2 separate regions of the Xenopus laevis genome follow, and region 1 is linked to region 2. A link is a contact called in public Hi-C data. All regions are on one chromosome and are shown on one strand. The core of a region is the stretch at or near the end of the contact, and the rest is flanking DNA. Distances in the headings are between cores, read along the strand shown.

The links. Hi-C and Micro-C count contacts between places; a contact is called where the count stands out from the background.
Region 1: a contact with region 2 is called in a Hi-C map of the XL177 cell line, with 3 times the contacts expected there. The contact joins the enhancer-like site here to the promoter of rnf224.S in region 2. A contact is called at or near these places in 2 of 4 Hi-C or Micro-C datasets (the XL177 cell line and the XTC cell line).

Annotation. Positions count from the first base shown.
Region 1 is chr8S:26,795,933-26,801,034 of Xenopus_laevis_v10.1, forward strand. No RefSeq gene overlaps it. Among protein-coding and RNA genes, the nearest start is that of ddr2l.S, 5.6 kb to the right of the region's middle. Within about 2 kb of position 3,524, at least 2 of the 7 cell types and tissues checked have an H3K27ac peak or open chromatin away from gene starts, as enhancers often do.
Region 2 is chr8S:26,728,411-26,733,334 of Xenopus_laevis_v10.1, forward strand. rnf224.S (RING finger protein 224) reads left to right here and starts at 3,273. Exons shown (of 2, transcript XM_018232500.2): 1 at 3,273-4,602.

The DNA.
Region 1 (5,102 bases), core at 2,274-4,773, 68 kb after region 2:
AACCCAGAGCTGCTCCCACTGTGACTGGGTATAATGTGAAATCCCTGGGTGCAAGTTATAGGCACTGTTACTGTTTGCTCTTTGGCTGGGAGGAATATGAAATCTCATACTTTTTACTGATGTGAGCCATGTTTGTGTGTTCCCAAGTGACCCCCTATTCCCTGGATGGCGTGCCAGTAGCCACATGCCTACCATATGAACAAATACATTGCTATTGAAGAGACGCTGAACTATTACCCCGACCTGGGCAGGATGTGACGGGGGGGGGAAATCTTCTCTGCTGGCTTTAGCCCAAGTAAATTTCTGCTGTTTCACAACACAGAGCAAGAATCCGTTATACGAGCAGTGATTAGTCAATGCTGTGTAGCTCTGAGGCTGATAAAGGAATTATGATTAGCACTATTATTAGCACTGTTATTAGCACTATTATTAGCACAGAGCCTTGGGGCAACAGGAAGCACAATTCATAGACTATATAGACAATTGCCTCAAGCATTGTTTTCATTGGTCCATATGGATCAGTATGGACCAATGAAAACTATGCTTGAGTACTTTTTGCTGGGACCCAGTACAGGACATCAGCCTCCTGAACAGACTCCTTCTGACTGCCCTACTGCCTGGACCTCGTGGGGGGTACAATAACTACACCCCCTCCTAATATCCGGCTTTGTTACTGGAAACCAAATCTCACTTTCTGCTCTGGGAATTGTCCTTTCTTATCAGGTCCGTGAAATGCTGCATTATATGTGTGGTTCTTGTGTGGGGGGGTTAAATCAGTAAGGAAAAGGTTGGGGGTTACACCATGCAAATAAGGGTCATCTCACTTACACCCCCTCCCTTCTTGAAAACAAGTACCCAAACTAGAGGAAATTCACATTATATAACCAGCACTTTACCATTAGCACAACCAGGGGAAATCTTGGAGTTGGATCTATACAAAATAAATAAAGAAGACTAAATGAAAAATTGCTTTGAATGGGTGCATCTGGTTAAACATCAAAAGTTTGTGGAAAGGTGAACTTCACCTTTCAGAAAGCCATACATTGCCAGATCTGCTTGTTTGGATCCATGTATACCAAATTGAGCTGATCTGATCACTGACCCTGGGGCCAGTATAATCAGATCATACAGAGTTGGCTACTTTGTACTCCTTTGGATAAAGGCAGCCTTATTGTTGAATAAGAAAATCAGACCTGCTCAATTGTCAGGCAGATATCATTAAGGCAGGTCTGTCTGTGGGGCCCCATACAGGGGCCAATAAGCCAGCAACTCAACCTTCTATGAGCCTTTTTATGGCCAGATCTAATAGGGCTCTCTACACGCACAAATATCGTATGAAAAGTCGTTTTGTACGATATTATCTGTGCGTCTATGGCCACCTTTGGTGTATGGAGCAGTTGCAATAATTTATACCAATAGGTTGCAATTTATGGAGAGAAGTAGCTGCCTGGCTGGTAGTGCCCCTTATAATTAATATCAGGTATTGGTTTCTTCCTGCCTCTTGGCAGATCTGATTTACATACAATGGGCATTTCCGCTCTTCTACTTTAATCCTGCTGAGGTGTCTCCAGGCTGTAGTGCTGCCTGTGCAAACAATAGAAAGCCTAAAGGTGGCCATACACGGAGAGCTGCTCATTTGGCCAAACGAGCGGATCTCTCCCCGATATGCCCACCTTGAGGTGGGTGATATCGGCTGATCCAATCATGGGCCCTAGGGCCCAACGATCTGATAATAACGATGTGTAAATGGGTGGTCGAATTGTGGGACCGCATGAATAAATAGATGCGGTCTGTGATCCAACTGGGTTTTTAGTCCCGTCCGATCGACATCTGCCTGACTTTCAGCCAGATATCGATCGGGGAAGTCCGTCGGAGGGCCTCATACATGAGCCAATAAGCTGCTGTCTGTCAGCAGCATTTATCGGCCCGTGTATGGCCACTTTAAGCCTGTCATATAACTGATGGATGATTTAGGGGGGGAGCCCTTTGAGAGTATAGAGCACTGTGATTGGCACAGGGGGGCCTCCATGGGAATGGACACAAGGCAGGGAGCAGGTTTTGCTCCACATGCCAGGCAAGAATTTACTATGTAAGTACAGGGATCAGAATTCCTCCCGTGCCCTCAGGTCCACAGCAGGACGATCTGTAGAGCCGAACCATCTCACCAAGCCTGCTTTTCCCATTAATGGTGGCCAACTTTCACACAGGGGTATATTTCTCAATATCCAAGGTAAGCATTGGACTGGGACCTCCAGTGTTGCACAACTGTGTCTGAGTGGGATATGGATGGCTCCCCCTTAAAGGAGAACTAAAGCCTAACTAAACAAGTAGGCTAGAAATGTTGTACATTATATTTTGGGCTTCTGTACCAGCCCAAAGCTACCGCAGCCCTTTAGCAGGGAAGATCTGTACCTCCAAACAGGCCTGTACTGGGAGTCAAAATAGGCCCTGCCATTCCAAGTACACAGAGGCCCAAACAGCCCCCCACCAGCCCAAACAGGCCCCTACCAACCCACTACATGGTACCTTTCTATTGAACCATACAGCAGCCCCTCTGGCATTTGCCAGAACCCACAGATTGCCAGTTCGGGCCTGCCTCCAAAGATGCCCCAGTAGCTCCCCATCTTCTTTTCTTGTCACAACATAAGGCTGTAATTAATACAGATGATTACTACATGGCAGCACAGAAACCAGTGATATTAGAATCAGAATTGAATAATCAGCCCTGTAGCATCAGCTTATATTACAGACCAACCTCATTTTCTGCTTGATAATTTGTGATGACCCCTAAGCTTAGCTTTTCAACAGCTGCTCAGAGCCCATCTAGCATGTGAGTGTCACAGACACTTTCCAAGATGGTGACCCCCTGTGACAAGTTTAAAGTCCTGGCTCATTGCTGCTATTGAGAAGCTGAAACTTTAGGCTAAAGCAGTAAGTTCAGTATATAAAATATGGCATTTTTAGCCACATTAATTTTTAGGGTTTAGTTCTCCTTTAAGCTAGGAAGTGTGCTCAATACTGGCCCTTAGTTCTCTTTCACTGGTTACACAAGACCCCCTTGTAGGTGCAAGGGCCAAAGTAAAGATCTGACAAGGAGCCCATTGTATGGGGCGCCTCCTTGGCAGAAATGGTTTCACTTTGTCACCTGCTTGTCTGAATAAATAGTCTGGGTTTGTGTCTGATGTGCTGTGCAACCAAGATGTAGGATGAAAGGGCCCAGGGCTCCCCAGCACCTGCAGGGCCCCTGAGGGAATGCTTGATCAGACTGTCATGGGAGTTGTATTTCAGCGAGAGCAAGGGGACAGTGAAATTGCATTAAAGCTATTTGAATGCAAACAGTAAGAGGCAAGTTAATGGCAAGTGATGCCTGAAATTCCAGAGCGGAATATCTGCCAATAAATCTCTTGCATCAGATCCCAGTCATCCCTGGAATTTTTCTCACCTCACATTAATGGTATTATAGTGCCCTCTACTGTTCACTCTGCAGCCTGGTTGCTGCCAGTTACAGCACTGCTATTGGTAAATGAGTCCCAGTTAAAGCACAGCCCATTTCTTGTAGAGGGAAGTAATCACTCGTTCTGGTGTCACTCTCATTGCCTCTTACAAGAGTAACCCAGGAGCAGCTTCCTGTATTGGCTTTACTGTTGCTGTTGCCTAACAAACCACAATATAAAACTGAAGTGATGCTATTTACGTGTATATGCCTCTCTAGTTTCCCTTTCTAGAAGTCACTATTAATATTTATCCTGTCAATGGCTCCTCTGTATAGGGAGACAACACTTACCTGTATATTTGTCTTGTAGTCATACCTGTGGTGGCTGCCATATTGAGACCTCTGCAGGTATATCATTCATAAGCTCACATGAAACTACCCCCAATGATTGTTACTGGTGAAGCAGCAGGTATATAAATTGTATTTCCCCTTAATAGTGATGCTGACTGGATAAGTATATAGTGTATGTCTGTGTCTGCATTGCTCTATTTATTGCCATTATATTTAATTAAATCATGGCTACTTAGTCTGCAGTACATTAATTATCATTAGACTAGACGACTAGACTTCAGTACCCCCTGATGCACTTAAGGTGGCCATAGACGGGCAGATTTTTTACTTCCAAACGATTCCAGAACGTTCCGATAATATCGATAACCTATCGGATAGCTGATGGTGTACGAACGATCGTCGGATGAACGATCGTCTCAACATTATCGTTGGCAAAATTGATCGGATGAATTTAAAAATTTTAGTCGTTCAGGGATAAAATCCCTCTTTGCGCATGTCAGGATTGTAGCACAAGCCAACGAACATATACGCAACAATGAACATATACGGAACAACGAACATATACGGAAGGACCCTAACGTTCTTTCCTGAAAGCTTCATTTGTAACTATATGAACTATGTGAAGAAATAAATTGGTGCTGACCGCAGGAATATCACCCTATCACCTCATATGTGAAAGAAGTTTATTACGATATCAACCTGGCAATTATAGGCCAGTAAGTTTGATATTGGTGGTGGGGAAATTATTTGAAGACTTGTTAAGGGATCACATTCAAAATGTTGTCCTTGTCAATGGCATTATGAGCAGCAATCAGCATGGCTTTATGAAGGATAGCGGTCATGTCATACAAATTTCATTGCTTTATATGATAATGTAAGTAAGATGCTGGATAGTGGGAGGGCAGTAGATGTGATCTATTTGGATTTTGCCAAAGTGTTTGATACCGTGCTCCACAACAGACTGCTTTCTACACAAAGGTCTGTTGGGCTTAATGAAGCCCTTTGTACATGGATAGGAAACTGGCTTCAGGATCGGGTACAGAGGGTAGTACATTCTCTACTTGGAGTAAGGTTCTTAGTGGGGTCCCTCAGGGCTCGGTATTGGGTCCACTTTTAATTACCTTGTTTATTAATGACTTAGGGGAGGGTATTGTAAGTAATAGAGAGAATAGTCGGAGAGCACAAATTCATGCACCTGATGATGGCCGTTGTAGCCGAAACATGTTGTGCAGGACTTTCTGCAAAATAAAATGAAAACCTTTTAAAGCAAGAATTTGTGCTCTCCGGCTAGTCTCTCCTTTACTTGGAATCGGGTACG
Region 2 (4,924 bases), core at 2,023-4,522:
GGTAGTAGGCATCACAGTGTACCATAGAGAACTATGCCCCTATGATTATGCCCTTATAGCAATGCTGCCCACACCCCCAGGTGCCACTCTTCTCATTATGGGAAGCAGGTGGTGCCGGTTCCCAGGCTGGCAGGTGAGTGTGTAAGAAGGTGATTGGGTTTGTGTGCTGAAAATGTGTACATTATATGTGTTAAGTGAATGTTGAATGATGTAAAATGTTGAAGTGATTAAAAATGTTAAAATGGTTATTTGAGGAAGGTATATAAAGGGAACACACATTGATGGGTGTGTGATGGATGTAGCTGAAATAGATAGTGGTAGGGCTACAAGTGTAAGTACTAGGTACTTCAGATAGTGAGTTGAACACTAGAATGGGTAGCCAAGACCCGACGAGGAGATAGCGGCTTAGGAGCCAAGGCTTTGCCAGTGAGGGCAGGCGTGTTAGGGGGGGACACGGGAATCCTGAAGGAGGGGAAAAAAAAGTCCTATCCAGAGTAGGCTAGAGGGGCATAGATCGTATGCCGGACTGGTAGGACCGGAAGGTGTGACAAGAAAAGTCCTACCCTGAAAGGTCAGTGGTGCACTGGTGTGGTGTCAGCCCGGCTGAGCAGGGAAGTGGTGAGTGACCCTGGAAAGGGATGTACCTGTGTCTCCTGTGACTCTGTGTGAGGGGTTCACTATTGGAAGAAGTAACTGCTCTGCAAGAAAGGGAGTGATTGACATTGTGAATGTGCTTGGACTGTACAAAAGTTGAATGGATATTGCTGAAGTGTTCCAATAAATATTCTACGTTTTTATAATCATCGGTGTGGATTCCCATCCTTGGAGTAAAGAGTGGTTTCCATGGTGACAGCAGAGCATCAACCCTTTGATCCCCTTACAAGTGGGCATGAACCACAATTTCTTAAGTGATAGATAATCCCACAGGTGGTGCCAGTTCTCAGGTTGGCATGTGAGTGGGCATGAACCACAGGGGAGGATTTGATAGGTAATCCCACGGGTGGTGCCCATTGGCAGGTGCGTGGGCAGGAGCCATAGTTGGGGGGAGTGGAAGTTAAGTTCCCACAGCTCAGGCCATTCAGTGCTACTATTACAAGTGATCTATTGAGTGCAGATATTTTTCTTCCAATGGGATGTGCAGGCAGAGCAATAAGCTCCAAGCAGGGGCAGGAGGGGCAGACAATGGGGCTATTGTTAGTGGGAGCTGAATGGTAGCTTTGTACAGGAGCATGAGGGAGTCTGTGTTACAATAGGGAGAACATTCCTCTGCACTGGGACTGGAATGCAGTACTCACTAGGCCCTTCCACACAGGGGAAAATAGAGTGTCAGCTACCATGTTCTGGTGGGAGATATTTCTACATGCCCCTGGGGGAGCAGACCATTACCCCCAAACAAATCTGGACTGGGATTCAAAATAGGCCCTGGAATTTGAAGTACACAGAGGCCCATACAGCCCCCACCAGCCAACTAAATAGTGACTGTCTATGGCATCTTACAGCAGCCCCTCTGGCATTTGCCAGAACCCACAGATTGCCAGTCCGGGCCTGCCCCTAGTCACTTATGTCCATCTGGGGCAGAGGTTCTAGGCAAGAAGGGTAAGTACAGCTGCCCGGGGGTAGTAAAGGAAAACTGGCACCAAAGCCTGTAACTTTAACACTTTTCTTGCTAGTGGTGCTGGAAGTTCTACTGCAGCAACAACCTTGAGTAGATAAGTATTTAGTCATATTTACCCATGGGGCAGAAGTCACCCACATGGCCAAAAACATGAGGGATCCATGCTTTCGACCAACAGCACCTTACACTGCCCACTTGGGTGCCAACTCAGCCACACTGTTTCCTCCACAGCATCAGGCAGTTCCGCACTGGCACTCAATATAGGCCCTGGCACTTCCAGTACCCACAGGCCCAAACATGCACTCCCCAGGCCCAATAAATAGTCACTGGCTAGGGCAATGGCTAAGCAGTTTTTTGTGCCCTTGGGACCCCTGGAACTATAGTAGGGTGACTGGTACCCCATTGTTTCTATATATCTGTAACCTTGTTATGAGCTAAGGGGGCCCAGCCTGAAGGCCAATTAAGGGGAGATTTGGGGTGAGTGCTTATTTGTGCCCTGGGTGCCTCTGGAGCTATGGCAGGGTGACTGTCAGGGGCGATCCTGACCCCTCCACCGCCTGAGGCAGCAGCAGTTGCTGCTGCCCCCCCTCCCCCGGAAATTCACTCTTAAAGTACCAGGAGCAGCATTTTTGGCGCCCCTGGTACCTAGTAGGGCGCTGCTGCCTGAGGCGACAGCCTCAACTCGCCTCATTAGCGAAGCACTCCTGGTGACTGTTATCCCAATGTTTCTATATATCTGTAACCTTGTAATGCGCTAAGGGGACCCAGCCTGAAGGCCAATTGGGGGGGTTGGGGAGAGTGCTTATTGGTGCCCCTGGAACTATGGCTAGGGTTGCCACCTGGCCGGTATTTTACCGGTCTGGCCGGTAAAAATGATGCTTGATGTCAATGTTATTAATAGGAAAAAGTGGCAAGAATATAGGAAGGCCGGTATTTTTTTCCATAAAAGGTTGCAACTTTAACTATGGCAGAGCAATATCAGCCAGGCAGTCTGTATCTAAAGCTTTTATCGGGCAGTGTATGTGCAGCTTCAGCAGAGAGAGTGGGAGAGATAAGAAAGCTTAGCAAAGGCAGGACAAACCAATGACATTAATAAAATATACAAACATATAAAACCTGACCCTCTAATGTGACAGAGAATAGCAGCAAGATTGGGGTGTGAGTCACAACCACAGTATAATTACATGCAGAAAGCCTTTAAATGTAAACCTAAGACATAGCGTCTCCTCCTGGCAGGTGAGGGTACTGCATGTACTGCACACACTCCACAAACAATAGGATACGACCCCCATATGTAATATAAGGTACCAGTGTTGGACAGGCCCAACGGGATCCCAGGAAAACTCCTGGTGGGCCCAGGTGTCAATGTACCCTTTTGCTTCTAACCATTTGGCCTATTTCATGGTCATTCCCTTTTTCTTTAAGGGAAAAAATGCTTAAAAAGAATATAGTAAGTAGATATAATAGACTAGGAGAATTAAGAGATTGAGTGAGTAGAGGAAGAAAAATAGTTTGGAAAGTGGGCCCACAGTCTAAGGTTTTCTGGTGGGCCCCTGGCATTCCAGTTCGACACTGAGGTATTACGTTTGCCCAGGAGCAGTAACCCATAGCAACGACTAAGATGGATGCTTTTAAACAGGTGACCAGTGAATGCTGCCTGCTGATGGTTGCTATGGGTTACTGCTCCTGGGCAAACTTAAGTGTCTTTTATTACATAACCTCCATATTATCAATAAGATTTCAACTATTAGAAAACAAAGCTATGGGCAACATCACCGGTAATCACTGCAGTTTTACTGCACAGCCCCCCGGGCATGCAGCCTCTAATCTCTGTATGGGCACACGAGTACCAGCGGTGGCACTAGGACTAGGGTTGCCACCTTGCCGGTAAAAAGTATGCTTGATGCAAATGTTATTAATAGGAAAAAATGGCAAGAATATAGGAAGGCCGGTATTTTATTTCCAGAAAAGAAGCAACCCTAACCAGGACAGCCAACACAAATGTACTTGCTAAACTTCTCAGAAGTAGCTGCACCTTTCTTGTTCTTTAATATGCCCCTAATTGCCCTACTGTGCCAAAACCAGAGCCTCCTGCCTGCAGAATGCCGCAAATACAGCGACAGCGCTGATAGACGGGCACAGGGAAATTACTGAAGGTGCAGATCCTCCCCTGAGGTGTGGGCAGGGGACACATGGAAATCTGGGACACAAAGCTGGAACCCTTGGGCAGGGACCATTCATTTTCTGAGTTTGGCACCGCCATGACCTGATCCACTCATCTCCTGCCCAATCACTGCAAAGGAATCAGGCCCAACAGGTTCTAATTAACTCAGAGCAGATTCAGGCCCAACAGCATCGGACCACAGAAACATGCCTGCCACCTCTGCTGGGAGGGCATCCCATGCATCAGTCACTACTCAGGCATACGGATAGGTGCCTTGCCCTGTACTTGGCATCAGGGCTGCAGTCTCATGAACTGCAATAAAGGAAAGGGGGGGGGGTTCAGTTCAGGGACCAACACACAGTTTGTTCCCAAAACAGAGGAAACTAAACAGAGCCGTTTCGGGTCACATTGCACTGAACCTGATTGGCCGGTCAGTAATTAGCTGAAGTCCTTCCAACTGTAGGCTAAATGGATTTGCCTGGCTGAACAGGACCGTTGCTAATTAATATGCATGGCTCGTTAGGCTCAAGTACTTATCTGATGGGAAAACAAACACCCATATTAGGGTCAGAGAGTCACGGTGCTCTCAACAGATTCTTTTGGGCCTCGAAGAAGCAGAGGAGTCTGATGGAGCTCCCTCTAGTGGCCACAGCTATACAGCGCTATACAACACAATTGCACACCATCATACATACAGACTACATACTGGCCAATACAGGAGGTGAAGAGCTTGCAGTCTGAAATCAGAAAGCATCCACCTTGACTGATCATGGAAAAGAGAGCAGCCCAGGAGCAGTACAGAGAATCAAAGTTATGTACCTGGGTAAGTACTGGGGGACATTGGATTCACTTACCCAGGGGGAGGTTTCTGCCTGACCATTGGAAAGAGAGCAGCCCAGGAGCATGGATTACAGTGAATCAGAGCTCTGATTGGATTCACTTACTCAAAGGAAGGTTCCTGTCTGACCATGGGAAAGAGAGCAGCCTGGAAGCACATGTTTGGAGGACCCCAACACGTGAGCTGTTGCATTTAATGCACAAAAATGCTTTTTATTATGACTTCTGGACTCAACCTCCCTGCAGACCCTGAGCACACAAGTGTATTAAAAAGCAGAAATATGAAATATCCCAATACAAATCCATTT